4 separate regions of the Mus musculus genome follow, and all the other regions are linked to region 1. Evidence: chromatin contacts called from public Hi-C and promoter capture Hi-C data. All regions are on one chromosome and are shown on one strand. The core of a region is the stretch at or near the end of the contact, and the rest is flanking DNA. Distances in the headings are between cores, read along the strand shown. Region 1 has its middle 58 kb from the start of Gm31333. Region 2 has its middle 7.4 kb from the start of Allc. Region 3 has its middle 71 kb from the start of Gm31650. Region 4 overlaps Trappc12 (trafficking protein particle complex 12).

Region 1 (3,236 bases), core at 429-2,928:
AGACACTTCAAAGTTCAAAGCTCATCTCAGAAAAGTTACTCAACCTGAGAAGGAAGGAGGCATGGATGACCCAAACAGGCAGTTGTGTAGAATGACTTCTAGTGTGTTCTGGTGTTCACTGGAGCAAACATGGATCTGTGGCTTCTATAGAATACTGGCAAAGATTCCTACTACAGGAAGACTGTGTTGAGCTATCATGTTTAAAAACAAACCACAAATAAATCTAACCAGATTCTCTTTAAAACACATGTAAATCAAATAGGAGCAACAAAATTTCCCACTTTGTTTTCTCTTCTGAATCCCCTATTTGTGCAACAGTAAAAGAACCCAAGGGGCTGGAATTCAGAGGAAGAAGCCACACGGCAGCTACAGCTGACAGTATTCAGCAGAATACTTCAGACTAATAGATTACAGATATTCTCAGGGTACAGAAATGATGTGCCTCAAGTGACAGGTGTGGCAATGACCCCAATCTTATCATTACACAGGGTCCATGTATTGAAATGTCACACAATAATGCATATGTACAGCCAGCCTCATCAGTTGAAAATAAGAGATGTATTAAAACACAAATGTAGGTCATGAACATGGTAGTGATTTCCAGTAGTTAAAATTGATGCTATGCCTGGTGCTTTCTTCTCTCTCAGACCCACTGCTCACACAGAGTCATCACGTGTAAAAAGGACTCTGCTCTGGCCTGTAGCACAAATTGGGGTGTGCCTTCTTCCACATCCTGGCGCCCTGATTCCTTCTTCACGTTGTCATCTGTAACACCCATCTCAGAGACTCTCCATCTTTGCTCACCACCCCACCCCACCAGGGCTCTCTTGACAGAGCAAAAACAAGACACAATTGAACGCATCAAATCCCGCGTGCTAAATCATATGTGAGCGTTTGCGTGCCGTCAAGCAATCAACTTCTCTCTGTCCTCCCTTCTGAAGCCCCCTCTGTATTGCAGCAGAGAATCCAAAGGGTTGCGATTTAGGAGAAAACCCCGGGAGGCCCCCATCACAAGTGGGTGTTGCGGCTCTGAGCTGAGAGAAGCCACAGAACCAGACTGCAGCCTGGCACACGCCGCCACTCTCCCTCTTTCTGCTGCCGATTGCCCACGATGAGGATGCCCGCCCAGGCTGGCAGAAAGTGCTTATCAGAGAATGTTCCCTGGCTGATCATAACTGATGCAGTGTGCTGTGTCAAATCGCTTCCTGTTTCCTGACTGCGGATGAGAAAGTGTGATCAGAGCAGAGAGCCTTTGCAACAGCTCAGAGCCATCACCCGGAACAGGTGCAGTCTCCCTCCATGCCTCCTACTCAGCCTGGCTGACACCCACCCCCATCCGGGGCTGGTCTTGGCTCACTGTAGAAAAGCTGTGGACTGGTTTGGGGAGACACTGAGATAGACTCCACAGCAAATAGCTCCCCCGGAGCAAGCTTGTGGGTCTCAGCTTCTACAGGATGCCAGCTTGGATTCTGCAGGACTCTCCATGTGAAGCTACTAGGTCTAAGAAAGCACCTCCTTCCATGGATGACCTCAGCGTGTTCCTTCCACCTCACTACCCTTGCTCATATTCATCATCAATCTTCGTCCACTTAGGGACCTCCCTTGGAGCAGGCACTCAGACATGCTCTTTGTTTTATTCTCATTCTCCACATGAACAAAAGGAGCCTCCTAGAAGTAAACAGTGAGGTCATATGGCTGTAAGCATCAGGGCTTGTCCTGGACACACTGCCCTAGTGTCCCTACAGTGTCCTCCCATCTGCCTGCTGTACCTTACCCAGCATCCACTAAGTCCCTCTCATTTGCTATTGTTACAAGTGCTAAGCTGCAATGGATTTTAAAACACTGATCACTCTCTCTGTCATTACACAACCGCTACCGTTCAAATGAATGGAGCTAGACCTAAAGTTAGACAGCTAACAAAGGTGTATCAGATAGAAAAGGGGGCAGTAAGTAAGGAAATGTAGACAGACTGGGCTACGAGGTCATGGCAGGTGAATGAGCCTCCCTGGGACAGAAGCACCAGAGGGAAGACAGAAGTTTCCAAATATGTCTGGAAGAAGAGTCTCCCAGAAGATGCACTGTGGGGTGCCCACATGAAGAGACAGGGGAGGGACTGAGGAAGCTAGGAGGATGAAGACAGCCAAGGCCACTGTAGGTGACAGTGAGTTCCCAGGGAATCAGACACCGCAGTGAAGACCTCAGGCGTTTTTTTTCCTGGGTTTGACAGGCACTAAAAAAAACGTTCCGAGCAGCAAGCCAAGGAGACCAGATATTGTTGGACTAGGACTTAAATCTTCAAGAGCAGCAGTTGAGAAACTCGGGAGACTGTACCAAAAAATCCAGGGGAAGGTAATAGGCCAGGGTGGTGGGGAGCCAGTTAGCGCTGAGTTCTTTTCAGGTAGCAGGGTAGGAAAGCCCAGAGCTTTGACAGCTACAAGTCACCGGCTTTCATAAAGCAGGCACAAGCCCAGCTTGGGAACTTCAGAAATAATGTGTGCTTGGAATGAAGCCCTTCTTCTAATGCAGGAAAGCCTACTGAAGAAGAAGTGAGATGGTGCCATGCCCCACCACCGAGGGGCATGTCCACTTGCCCCCTGCCAAGGCACACTCCCATCACTGTGCCATGCACTTTGAAGCTCTGTTTGCTTTGCTTTAGTTTGTTTTATGCCTTCTCATAAGCAATCCAAACCTTGCATTTGGGGCATCCCCTCCCTCTGCTTTTTTACTGATTCTGAATATCACTATATATTTTACAGTCTGAGGCAGTTTTTTTTTTAATTTTATGTAAGTAGAATTATAGTCTCTGTCTTTCTTCATTTCTTTTCCTACTCATGATTCTTTTGAGATCTATTCATCTGGTTTCTATTGATTTGGTCTGTTGGCTGCTCTGCTGTGTGCCACCCGTTTTATGTGCAGGCAACAGCTTCTTCATTTCCCTGCCAAAAGGCACCCAGGTCATCCCACCAAATCACAAATGCTCCACGAGTATGCAAAGCTTCACGGCCTGCATGTCTTTACGCACTTTGTAAGACGGTGTGTCATTGTTATGAGCCAGGAAATAGAACTTCTGGGTCAGTGGTACTGTCACATTCCACTCAGATCTTTTCAAAGATTTCACGAAAGCAAGGGTCCAGAGTCACCTTGACCAGCAGAAATGGCTCCTGTCTCTGCAGCGGCTACCCTCACTAGAATCAAAAGCTTCTAATTGACCATCCCCTTCCTAATAACAAGTCCAT
Region 2 (3,590 bases), core at 995-3,494, 490 kb after region 1:
GAGGAGGTTCCTGTCTTTGTAAGTGGGAAAGCAGAATAAAGCAAAAGGTGCCCAGGTGCTTATCTGAGCCAGTCTGCTGCTGCTTCTGTCTAACTTTTGACCTGGAGAGGCCTGCCTGCCTGCCTTTCTCCCTGGTGGTCCTTCCCTTGGTGCCACCTGCACAGTTTTGTTGATCTGGGGTTGTTACTTGGCATTTCTTCAATGCATATTCTCGCTATGGCTGTTCAGCATCACGGCTCCATCCTTTTAGAGTGAGCCATGAACTGGGGGAATGATACCACGCCTGGGGGACAATGCTGTCGGTAAGTCCTCAGAGATTTCAGTCTTGATCTGGCATAGCCGAGCCTGTGTTCATTTTCCCAAAGGAAGCAGAGCTCCCCGCTCCCCTATGTTCTGTTCATTGGAATCCCCTTCAGAAAAGACAAAGATAGGCTGGGGCGAAGCTTGTGTGAGCACCTTTGAGCATGTATGGGCACACCTTAATTAGGTATTGGTAGGAAGAGTGGAAACCCCCTCTGGTCTCTGAATCTACCTTGTTCCACGAGTGGTTTGTCTCTCAGTAGTCAGTGGTTTGCCTGTTCTGGCTTCTCTGAGGGTTGACATTCTAGACTGGGCTTTGGGGACTCCTGGGACTTCTTCTTACATGCTATTTCCACAGATTCATGCTACAGACAGGGCTGCACTTGTATCCAGTCTCCTCATCATGTGGACGTGCCGGACATTATCTGAAGGAGAAACCAACCAGGAAGTTGGGCTCCACCGTTATGATTTTGATGGTCAGCTCTCAGTTCAAGCCTGGAAGCTTTCTGCAGGGGAGGCAAGAGAGGGTCTACTGAAGGAGGAGCAAGTCAGGGTGAGGGTGCCAGGGAGCATTCATGGGTGGTCTAGCCTCATCCCTTACAAGTCTGCCTCTCAGCGGTCAGTGTGGCGAACAGCATCCTTCTGCATCTTCCCTCTTAGGGGTGGAGTTAGCTGTCGAGTGGCTGGGCTGCCTTCAACGTGCTTGAGTAACATCTTGACATATATGGCAGTCAAATGGGAAAGAGACTCTACCCGGGTCCAGTTAAGCATCCACAGTGTGTGAGACTGCTCTGCTCCAGGTCGGGGTGGGGGATGGGCATGTCTTCGGACCCAGATGGCCCTGGAGAGCACTGAGGAGGTGTCTACATCTCCCTGCTCACCCGTGGCATCTGCTGCCCGTGGAATCTCTCCCTTGCCTCGTGTCCACTTATCCTGGAGGCGAGGGTGAGCCTTGGAGTCTTCTGTGTGAGAGTGCTGCCGTATAACCGGGTAGAGGGTCATCAGGGACGCCCTCTAGCCTAGTTCTCAGTGCTCCGGGGGCTGCCTGAGGGAATTTTTTATCTTCCTGTACAGTGGGATCTGTCTGCCCTCCCTTCTCTCCTCCCCTTCCCTTCTCCAACATGAACGCCTTGACCTCTTGAAGTCAACTTGAGCGAGCAGCTGTATGTTCACAGCAACTGGCCCAGCCATGTCCCAAGCTGGGATGAGACATTTACATGCATATTTTGCATTACAATTCATAACAGTAGCAAAATTACAGTTATGAAGTAACAACAAAATAATTTTACGAATGTAAGTCACCACAACATGAGGAACTGAATTAAAGGGTTGCAGCACTAGGAAGGTTGCGAACCATTGCTCTAGGATGTCTTACAAACTTACTCTCATACCTAGGCTTGCATCGGCATTAATACCTAACTGGAACGGAAGGTGAACCAGAGCTCTGCTCTGCTCTGCACCTTATGGGAGATTAGAAGTACCAGGCACCTTGTAGTTTCCTCTGTTAAGCTCCATTTAGGCAAATTTGTGTTAATATAAAACATAGCAACGGCGTTCTAGCCATTGTTTATACCTGGTACATTTACATTACGGTGACTGCTTTGAAGCAGATCAGGTTAGGTACAAACACCTGGGCGCGGAGCCAGACCTCCGTCCTGAATTCCCTTCCCGAGATTCAGGAGGGAACCTCAGTTCAGACCGGGGGCGGGTGGGGGCGGGGCTGGCTGCGCAGCAGGGCTGTGGCGGCTCAGGCGAGAGCTGAGATTCATTAGGTGCCGCAGTGAGGCGTGACCGGAAAGCTGGCGTGGGTGTCCTCTTTAGAATCCTCTGAGGAGTACAGGCTGAGATAAGATGAGCAAAGAGACAGCCTCGGGCCGTGGGTCAGGGATGTCAATGCATGGTGCCACACTGCCACCCAGTGGGAAAGATAGAGAAAGCCAGAGAGGTTTGCCCAGCTGGAGGAGTGCCGGGGCACTAGCAAATAGTCTCTGGTCGGTCGGTAGGTCTGTCTGTCCGCCTGTCTGTCTCTCTTTCTCTCTCTTGTGCATGTGTTCAAGAACGAGGGAGTATGACAGGGAAAAAAAAGGGAGAGGGAGAGTCAGTAAGAGAGAAAGGGAGAGGAGAGGGAGAGAGGCAGAACAAAGGAGGGCAGAGCAGTGGGGAAGGAGAACTCTAGGCTAGGAAGGGAGGCCAAGGCCATGGTGCCCTTCTTCAGAAAATGGCTCCATCCATACCTATCTCTGTGGTTTTCCACCCTCAAGAGACCACTGGAGTGTGTTTGCACAAGCCTAGTGGCCATTTAGGCAGAGCGAATGTAAAGCTAGTTAGGAACGCCCTGGCCATGGCTGTAGGTGGAGGGATGTGGCATGTCTAGATTCCATGGCCAGCACCTTGAAGTCCCAGTGCAAAGGTTCACCCAGGCTGGTGGAAAAGATCCTGGGAGAGATGGATGTAGGGTACTTCTGCTCTGTCGGGCTCAGCTCTATCATTTCTCTCACGGGCAGCCATTCACCTGGCCGTTCCAGCTGATCAGGCTCTCCTCTCTAGCCTACATGTCACACAGTGACTGAAGGATGTCTGGGAACCCTGAGAGCAAATTCTGTTATTGTGTGCCCACAGGGGAATGTGGCCGGGAGGAAGCTGAGCCCTGCGCTCTCCTAGTTTGCTTCTCCGTGGCTGTGATAACACCACCACCAGAATCAGCTTGAGGAAGAAAGGGTTTATTTGGCTCACAGGCCACACAGTTCATCATGAAGGGGAGATAGGGCTCAAGCAGGAACCTGGAGGCTGGGACTGAAGCAGAAGCCATGGAGGGATGCTGCTTCCTGGCTTGCCCCGCGACTTGCTCAGCCTGCTTCCTTACAGAACACAAGACCGCCTGCTCAGGGTGGCACTACCCAAAGTGAGCGGGTCCCTCCCACATCAATCACACATCAAGAAAACACCCCACAGACTTGCCTATGTGCAAATGTGATAGGGGCAACTCCTCAACTGAAATCTCAGGAAATTCTAGCTGGGGTCCAGTTAAAAACACAAGCAGACAGCTAACCACTGACCCAGTCAACAGGTTCAACCCAACTCACTTAAACAGACCTATTCCAAAGCGGATGCTACTTAAGCTGTAAGTAGAAAGATCAGTTTGGTAAATTCACACAGAAATAAATTGCTGGGAAGCCACAGGAACAACCTGATGCACCGGTTATGGAAGGAACAAAACCCATGAATCACATTGCATACATTGCGTGCAGATCTGTGTGGGTTCCTTGGCTACTGTGGCTGTGGATGCTGTT
Region 3 (3,331 bases), core at 335-2,834, 280 kb before region 1:
AGCCATGCCTCCCAGCTTAGATGACCTTTCTCCTCAGCCGTCTAATCACCTCAGTGACCTCAGACCTCTGGTACAATGGGACACAGAGGAGGCTTGCAGCTCCCACAAACCAGGTCTAGACACAAACCTGGTGTCCAGCCATCTCTCCTCCCCGCCTCACCTTCATTTCTGTTTCTGACCACCACCCCTAGCTCTGCTGTTGTTGATGGACAGCACTTGGGAACTATCTGTCTTCAGTGTGAGAAGAACTAGCTTGACCAAACAACCACAGTGCCCAGCCCTCTCATCCAGCCCGTTAGCCAGTGTTTCTAAAGAGGAGGAAAATAAGGCCTGGCAAGTCATGATGGCTTTCTAGGCCAAAATTAGGGACAGGGTGGGTGGTCACTGGAACACTGGCACCAGTGAATGCTGCACCCCAAAGTGTAGCCTGGATGAGGATGAGTGAGACTGAGAGCTCACGGCATCCCTGAATTCTGTAGGCAGCACAGGTTGCATTGTCAGGGTAGTTGCTAGGACCTGGTTTGTGAGAAAGGCCATCTTTGTGGCATTGGCTCTGGAAACTCCTTAGGTAAGAGCTGGGGACCTCCCACTCTCATGACTGGACTGGTTATATCTAATCTCACCTTTGCAATAATGAATGCTTGCTTATCCATTGCCCAGGTGGTATGCACAACTGAGAATAGCTCTCAGAAGACCACCCTTTGTTCTGGAAAGAAGGTTCTCTGTGTGTGTCCCCAGGGGTCTGTGAAATTTAAGCTTCTGTCCAAAACATGGGCCTGAGGTTTGACATCAACTTCTAGAAGAACAAGAGATCCCACATAAGCCCGCTCCAGGGTCTGTGTATCATTAGGAGGTGTGGTGAAAGGCAGGGATGCATGCACAAGCAGAGGGGCTGCATCTCAGTGGAGAAGAAAACTTGGAAACGGACAAGGCATGTCCAGACCTTCTACTGAGCCCACCCCCCAGTGTGCACAAAACCTGGCCTGGGGGGATGCAGTGACCCCTCGGCTCTCTAACCAGCTCAGTGAGCTCAGACCTCTGATACAATGGGCAGCAAAGGAGGCTTGCAGCTCCCACAAACCAAGTCTAGACACTTGGTCTCCAGACACTCTGACTGCTGCCTCCAGTCTCCTCTCAGCGCTAGCTTCCTGACACCCCCACCAACACCCCACCCCCACCCTGGCCCGAGCTGTGGCGAGGAAGCTTGCATCCTTTCTTCACGTACCTGAGACCCTCTTCTCCTCCCTTTCTGGTGAGGTGAGAGAATGACCTGAATAAAGACAAAGAGGTAAGGGGTCTTCCCCACACCCACGAGATTGCCTGGGCCCATTTGCTGCATGGATGTCTGACAGCCCAGAGAGATCAGACAGCTGAACGCCCTTGCTGTCCTGGAAGAGGCGGGGAAGCCTCTGCATTGCTGTTCCAGGAATCCGCTCTGGAAAAAAGCCGCTGCCAGCTCTGAGTTCATTAAATGGCTTCTGCCGTATTAATCTTTTGTTTCTGCTTAATGGAGGTTACAGTGAATGGGAGGAGGTGAGTTCCCAGGGCACAGGGCTCAGTGTGGAATCACCATGGGAACGGCAGCTTGATCTCCATTGGGTGACTAGTTCCCGAGGCCCACTCAACATCCTCTTTAAGGGCTCAGAGTGCAGGCTGTACCCTGTTCATCAGTCTGCAGGCCAAAGGGAACAGAAGCAAACAGATCTGCAGGTCACTGGCTACCACGCAGCACTGGCCCCGTTCGTGCCCTTCTTGTCCCGGAGGGCTCTGCTAGTACCAGAGGGAAAACGCTGAGTCAGGAGCTTTCTGGCGAGCAAAGAGCATGTCCGTGGCCCTGCTTTCCCGGCAGACATTTTCTGAGCACGGAGGGCGAATCCAGCTGGCAGAGGAGCCGGGTTAACTAACCAGAGCCTGCAAGCCACAGGACCAGGGCTACATAGGGAGGCAGAGAATCAGAATCAGGGAAGCAGCAATAATCCCTGAGAAATACAACCCAGCAGCCCAAGGCATCCTGGGAACCAGAAGCGACTGAGAGTGGGCACAGTTGCTATGGTTTAACTGATCCTTAAGGACTGATGGGCGCTCGAGTTGTTTAATTCTGTTTTCTTTCCCCAGGTGTTTTCTTTCAGGTTCTTCTTAGAGCCTGAAAGCTGAACCAACAGTGCTGATACAGGAACAGGCAGGACCAAGGCCAGGGACAAGGGGCATGGAACTGAGAGAGAAGCTGGCTTTTCCAACTATAGGGACCCCACCTCTCTCTCTCTCTCTCTCTCTCTCTCTCTCTCTCTCTCTCTCTCTCTCTCTCTCTCTCTCTCTCTCTCTCTCTCTCTCTCTCTCTCTCTCCCTCCCTCCCTCCCTTTCTCCCCTTCTTTCCGTTCTTCTTTCTTTCTCTTCCTTCCTTTTTTTAAATTGGGTATTATTTTTTAATTTGCATTTCAAGTGTTATCCCCTTTCCCAGTTTCCTCTCTGGAAACCCCCTTTCCCATCCTCCCTCCCCCTGCTTCTATGAGGGTGTTCATCCACCCACCCACTCCCACCTCTCCGCCCTGCCATTCCCCTACACTGGGGCAGCGAGCCTTCACAGGACCAAGGACCTCTCCTCCCATTGATGCCAGACAAGGCCATTCTCTGCTACATATGTGACTGGAGCCATGGGTCCCTCCACGTGTACTCCTTGGTTGGTGGTTTAGTCCCTGGGAGCTTTTGGGGGGGGGCGGGTCTGGCTGGTTGATATTGTTGTTCTTCCTATGGGGCTGCAAACCCCTTCAGCTCCTTCAGTCCTTCCCCTAATTCCTCCATCGGGGTCTCCCTGCTCAGTCCAATGGATGGCTGTGAGCATCCGCCTCTGTATTTGTCAGGCTCTGGCAGAGCCTATCAAGAGACAGCTATATCAGGCTCCTATCAGCAAGCACCTCTTGGCATCCTCAATAGTGTCTGCATTTGGTGGTTGTATATGGGATGGATCCCCAAGTGGGGCACTCTGGATGGTCTTTCTTTTACACTTTCCTTCCTGCTCCACACTTTGTCTCTGTAAGTCCTTTAAACAGGAGCAATTCTGGGGTAAAATTATGAGAAGGGTGGGTGGCCCCATCCCCTACTGGGGGCCTTGCCTAACCTCTGGATATGATCTCTACAGGTTCTCCTTCCCCTTTGTTGGGCATTTCAGCTAATCTCATCCTTGTTGGGTCCTGGCATCTGGAACTTGCTGGTGGCTAACCCCAGCTCCCCATCCCCCATTGCTATACACCTCCATTCAAATTCCTGACCATCTATATATCATCCTCATTTCCTCCCATACCTGATCCTGCCCAGTTAGAACATTTTACCCTGA
Region 4 (3,519 bases), core at 400-2,899, 380 kb after region 1:
GATGTAAGCAGTGTAGTCCCCAGCTCAGCTCTTACTCCTGATGACCCAGGAACCATCAGTCAGCCCTCCCCTCACTTCAAATGTCTGTGAAGGGATCATTCCAACACAGAGGGGGAGAACCAGTGTGAAAACCAAAGAGATGGCCAGTGAAGGTTCTGAACCAGAACAGAAGATGGCCGGTATCAGATGTGAGCAGAGGTGCATTGTTCACGGTCTACTGCATCCATAGCGGTGGGTACTGGACTTATCCTGTCCTCTCATGGAGCGCTTTTATGGCCACTTCTGGTGTCCATCCTCAGTAAAGCCTGTGAAAAAGGCAGACCAGCGTTGTTCCAATCTGAAACTAAAGGCCTAGGGAAGTGGTCAGTTCCAGGTTGTAGGGACTAAAACTGCCACCAGGCCCGGGGTTCTCCGCAGCCGCTGGACACGAGCAGGCGATGTGCATGGGTCAGCTTCTGCCCTGGGCAGCAGATGCTGTCTCTGCATCAGACGTGTTCACAGGTTTAGGATTGTGGCTTAGAAGTGAGCTCCTGATGACTGCTTGAGCTGGGCTATATTTCTTGCTGCATCTGTGCAGATGGTCTCTTATGGGAGCCCACTCTGGGCATCCCACTGAGAACACTGTCCTCTGTCTCCGGTTCTTGGGGAGGCCTGGTAAGGTTAGGCGGGGAGGCGGGGGGCTTTGTGTCAGCACCCAGAGTGTAGCAGTTGCCAGCTCGCAGGAGCACACTTGCTTGTGCACACTCACGCCTCTCTCTCCCGCAGCCTCTGTTCAGCTGTGGAGGTCTCGTCTGGGCCGTGTGCTGTACTCCATGGCAAACTGTCTGCTCCTGATGAAGGTATGTGGGCGGCTGAGCTGTAGAGCACCTTGTTCTAGCAGACAGTGTCAGCTAGAGGCTGCAAGGAAGTGCTGCGTGTTCCAATAGGCCTGACAAGGAAGTGAGCCGTGGGCCTCAGCAGTCTTCAGTGTGGCCTAGATTGCTCAGTAGAGTTCACTCACACTTGGGGGCCTAACTTGTCGTTGTAAAATTTCCACAGAAAACAGTTTATATTGCTGAATTTAATTGCACGGGCCTAGGTCTAAACAGTCTAATTAAAACTGCTCACTCCGCCCGAAAATGGGCGTTTTCCTCTGAACTCCATCCAGAAAATCTCACCTTTGTTCTGATTGTTTTACTGTGAGGGTCATTTTTTAATGATTGATGGATTTGACATCTGAAGGCAGTCTTTCCCACCAGACCCTCTTGTGAGGACCTCACCCCGAGCTGTGCACCTGAGGAGCCAGTGTGACTCGGGGAGCTCTGCCGGGCTGTCAGTCACTGAATTTCCAGTCCATTCTCCACGTGGGCCCTGCCAGCGGGTTTTCAGCTTCTCTCTCATTTCAAATACATCCCATGCCTGGCTTGCCTCCCGCCCTGGGCACGGGTGGCCTGCCACAGAGCTGGCGGCCTTGCTGCCAGCTGCAGGCAGGCACTGAAGCCGCCACGGAATCTGTCAGCAGCAGACGCCCAGAGCAGCGCTGTTAACACCTTCCGAGCTGTGGTGAGACGGCTCATCAGCTCATCCTCAGCCAAGGTCGTCCTGCTCTGACTGAGCGGCCGCCAGCGGGCAGGTTACCAAGGGGAAGAGCGTGCTCCTCGCTTTAGAGCGACTGGCAGCCCTCCACGTGGCCAGCTCCTTGGACCTGGCAGGAAAGTCTGTGACCACAGCCCAGCCATAGGACAGTGTGTTTCCTCTGCACCTCTGCAGACAGGTGACGTGTGACATTGGGTGTAGACAGGCTCTTGTAGTAGGTGACCTTGACACAGAAGAATGGGTTTCCTAAAACCTCTCCAGCTGTCCTCACAGCTCTTTCCGACTCTTGAACACATTACAGCTTTTAGAAGTTCTGTGTGAGATATTTGCACATGGTCTGTTGCCACAGGGCCACTTTGTTCCTGGTATCTTCCCACATCCACCTCCCTGGTGACATCATTGCAGAGCCTCCCCCACCTCCCCATGGGCTGCAGCCCTCAGCCAAGGAGGGGCCTGCTTCCTTCTGTCCCACCGCCCCCTGTGAGGCCTGCCTCTCCTCACTGCTGTGGCCTGTAGCAGCCTGAGAAGGCACCGGGAGCCTCCAGTCTCCTGAAGTCTCTGAGCCTTGGTTGCCTTCTTAGGCTTGCAGCACTGGTGGTGCCCAGCCACAGGCTGAAGATGCTCAGGGAGGAAGTCGCTGCTCAGCTGCAGTGCACTCAGCTTGCCTTTCTGAGAGACTCTGTTAGAAAATAGTGTAACAAAAAACGCTTTCCTTTGTTTTACTGCAGTAGTGACACCGCCAGCAATGTAGGCACAGGCACCAAACGTCTGCCTGTGACATCCTGTCACCCAAGGTTCTGAACGGGACGGATTATCATGTCTCAAAAATACTTTCTCCATGGATGTAATTTAAATTAAAAGTTTGATTTAATCTTGATTTTCATGAGTTAAAGAAATGCTGTAAGGAAAGTGGATGTGAGCACATGCAGTCTGCTGCCATCTAGTGGACACGACAAGTATTGCCACAGTAGCTGGGCTGCATAGCTGGGGCCTGTGTGCCAGCTAACAATGACCTAATTAATCAGCCTTTTAATGATAAGAAATTTGCTCATATGTTCTAGTTCTGAGAGTCCCACTATATATTTCCAGGAACACCCGCTTGCAAGACAAAGCCCTTCGTTCATAAATGTGATATCCTGAGGTTTCACAGTAGCCATAAGATACCTGGACAGTTTTCAGCTTCACGTCCTTATACCTCCCACACAGCATTGACTATTGTGGCTTCTCTTTTGTGGGGAAGAGCCTGCCACACACAGGGTGCCTCCTCTTTGCTTGGAAAACACTACATAAAGCCTTTGTTGGCAACAGAACAGCCATTAATACAATTTAGCAGTCTCTCAGCCAATGCAGTTTTTAGGTGCAAGTCAGGCAAGAATGCTTTTGCCCACATATGAGTGTTTGTATTTCTATTCAAGGGCAGGTCAGTGTAGTCAGAAGAGTAGAGCGGACACACTACAAGAAGCTGTTGTCAGCTGGCCTCCAGGTTCCCAGAATGAGTGATTTCATTGACTAACAGCCAACTAGGTGGCCGTCAGTGACAGCCCTGAACACTCCCTCTAACCGCCCCCAGGCTTGTTGACACATGCTGACACTGATGCCGATAGCACCTGCCTGACAACCCCTTCTCTGCTGCTGCTTTTTCGGATCAGTCCCAAACCTGTGGATCCACCCTGCCTCCTAGGAGAACTGTAAAATCCTATCAAAACTGAACCTGGTGGTACATACCTTTAACACCAACATGGGAGACAGAAACAGATGGATCTCTTGAGAGTTCAAGACCAACTGAGTCTCTATAGTTAGTTACAGGCTGTACAGAGCTATACCGTAAGACTCAGTCTCAAAAAAGTTATATATAATGGGTATATTTATAGCCTGTTTCTTTTCTGTTGGGCCATTCTCAGTAGCATGTACCCTTGACCCTAGGGCAAGTTTGAAAGGCAGCAA

The links. Promoter capture Hi-C pulls out the DNA fragments that hold promoters and counts their contacts. Hi-C and Micro-C count contacts between places; a contact is called where the count stands out from the background.
Region 2: a contact with region 1 is called in a promoter capture Hi-C map of hippocampal neurons, with 2.4 times the contacts expected there. The contact joins two enhancer-like sites. A contact is called at or near these places in 4 of 39 promoter capture datasets (embryonic stem cells, hematopoietic stem and progenitor cells and hippocampal neurons), 1 of 15 datasets of contacts at CTCF or cohesin (embryonic stem cells), 15 of 484 Hi-C or Micro-C datasets (cardiomyocytes, cerebellum, cerebral cortex and 3 more) and 3 of 115 datasets of contacts at active chromatin or transcription factors (all in embryonic stem cells).
Region 3: a contact with region 1 is called in a Hi-C map of forebrain, with 4 times the contacts expected there. The contact joins two enhancer-like sites. A contact is called at or near these places in 3 of 484 Hi-C or Micro-C datasets (cerebral cortex, cortical neurons and forebrain) and 3 of 115 datasets of contacts at active chromatin or transcription factors (astrocytes, differentiating embryonic stem cells and embryonic basal ganglia).
Region 4: a contact with region 1 is called in a Hi-C map of cerebral cortex, with 2.0 times the contacts expected there. The contact joins two enhancer-like sites. A contact is called at or near these places in 6 of 484 Hi-C or Micro-C datasets (cerebral cortex, cortical neurons, embryonic stem cells and 3 more) and 9 of 115 datasets of contacts at active chromatin or transcription factors (astrocytes, differentiating embryonic stem cells, embryonic basal ganglia and 1 more).

Annotation. Positions count from the first base shown.
Region 1 is chr12:29,081,998-29,085,233 of GRCm38.p6, reverse strand. No RefSeq gene overlaps it. Among named protein-coding and RNA genes, the nearest start is that of Gm31333, 58 kb to the left of the region's middle. Within about 2 kb of position 1,678, at least 57 of the 459 cell types and tissues checked have an H3K27ac peak or open chromatin away from gene starts, as enhancers often do. A contact at or near this core is called in cerebellum, cerebral cortex, cortical neurons and 3 more, where this site is marked.
Region 2 is chr12:28,588,160-28,591,749 of GRCm38.p6, reverse strand. No RefSeq gene overlaps it. Among named protein-coding and RNA genes, the nearest start is that of Allc, 7.4 kb to the right of the region's middle. Within about 2 kb of position 2,244, at least 93 of the 459 cell types and tissues checked have an H3K27ac peak or open chromatin away from gene starts, as enhancers often do. A contact at or near this core is called in cerebellum, cerebral cortex, ganglionic eminence and 1 more, where this site is marked.
Region 3 is chr12:29,366,779-29,370,109 of GRCm38.p6, reverse strand. No RefSeq gene overlaps it. Among named protein-coding and RNA genes, the nearest start is that of Gm31650, 71 kb to the left of the region's middle. Within about 2 kb of position 1,584, at least 113 of the 459 cell types and tissues checked have an H3K27ac peak or open chromatin away from gene starts, as enhancers often do. A contact at or near this core is called in cerebral cortex, cortical neurons and forebrain, where this site is marked.
Region 4 is chr12:28,698,856-28,702,374 of GRCm38.p6, reverse strand. It overlaps Trappc12 (trafficking protein particle complex 12), which reads left to right. Exons shown (of 12, transcript NM_178811.5): 8 at 766-839. Among named protein-coding and RNA genes, the nearest start is that of Mir6937, 21 kb to the right of the region's middle. Within about 2 kb of position 1,649, at least 94 of the 459 cell types and tissues checked have an H3K27ac peak or open chromatin away from gene starts, as enhancers often do. A contact at or near this core is called in cerebral cortex, cortical neurons and forebrain, where this site is marked.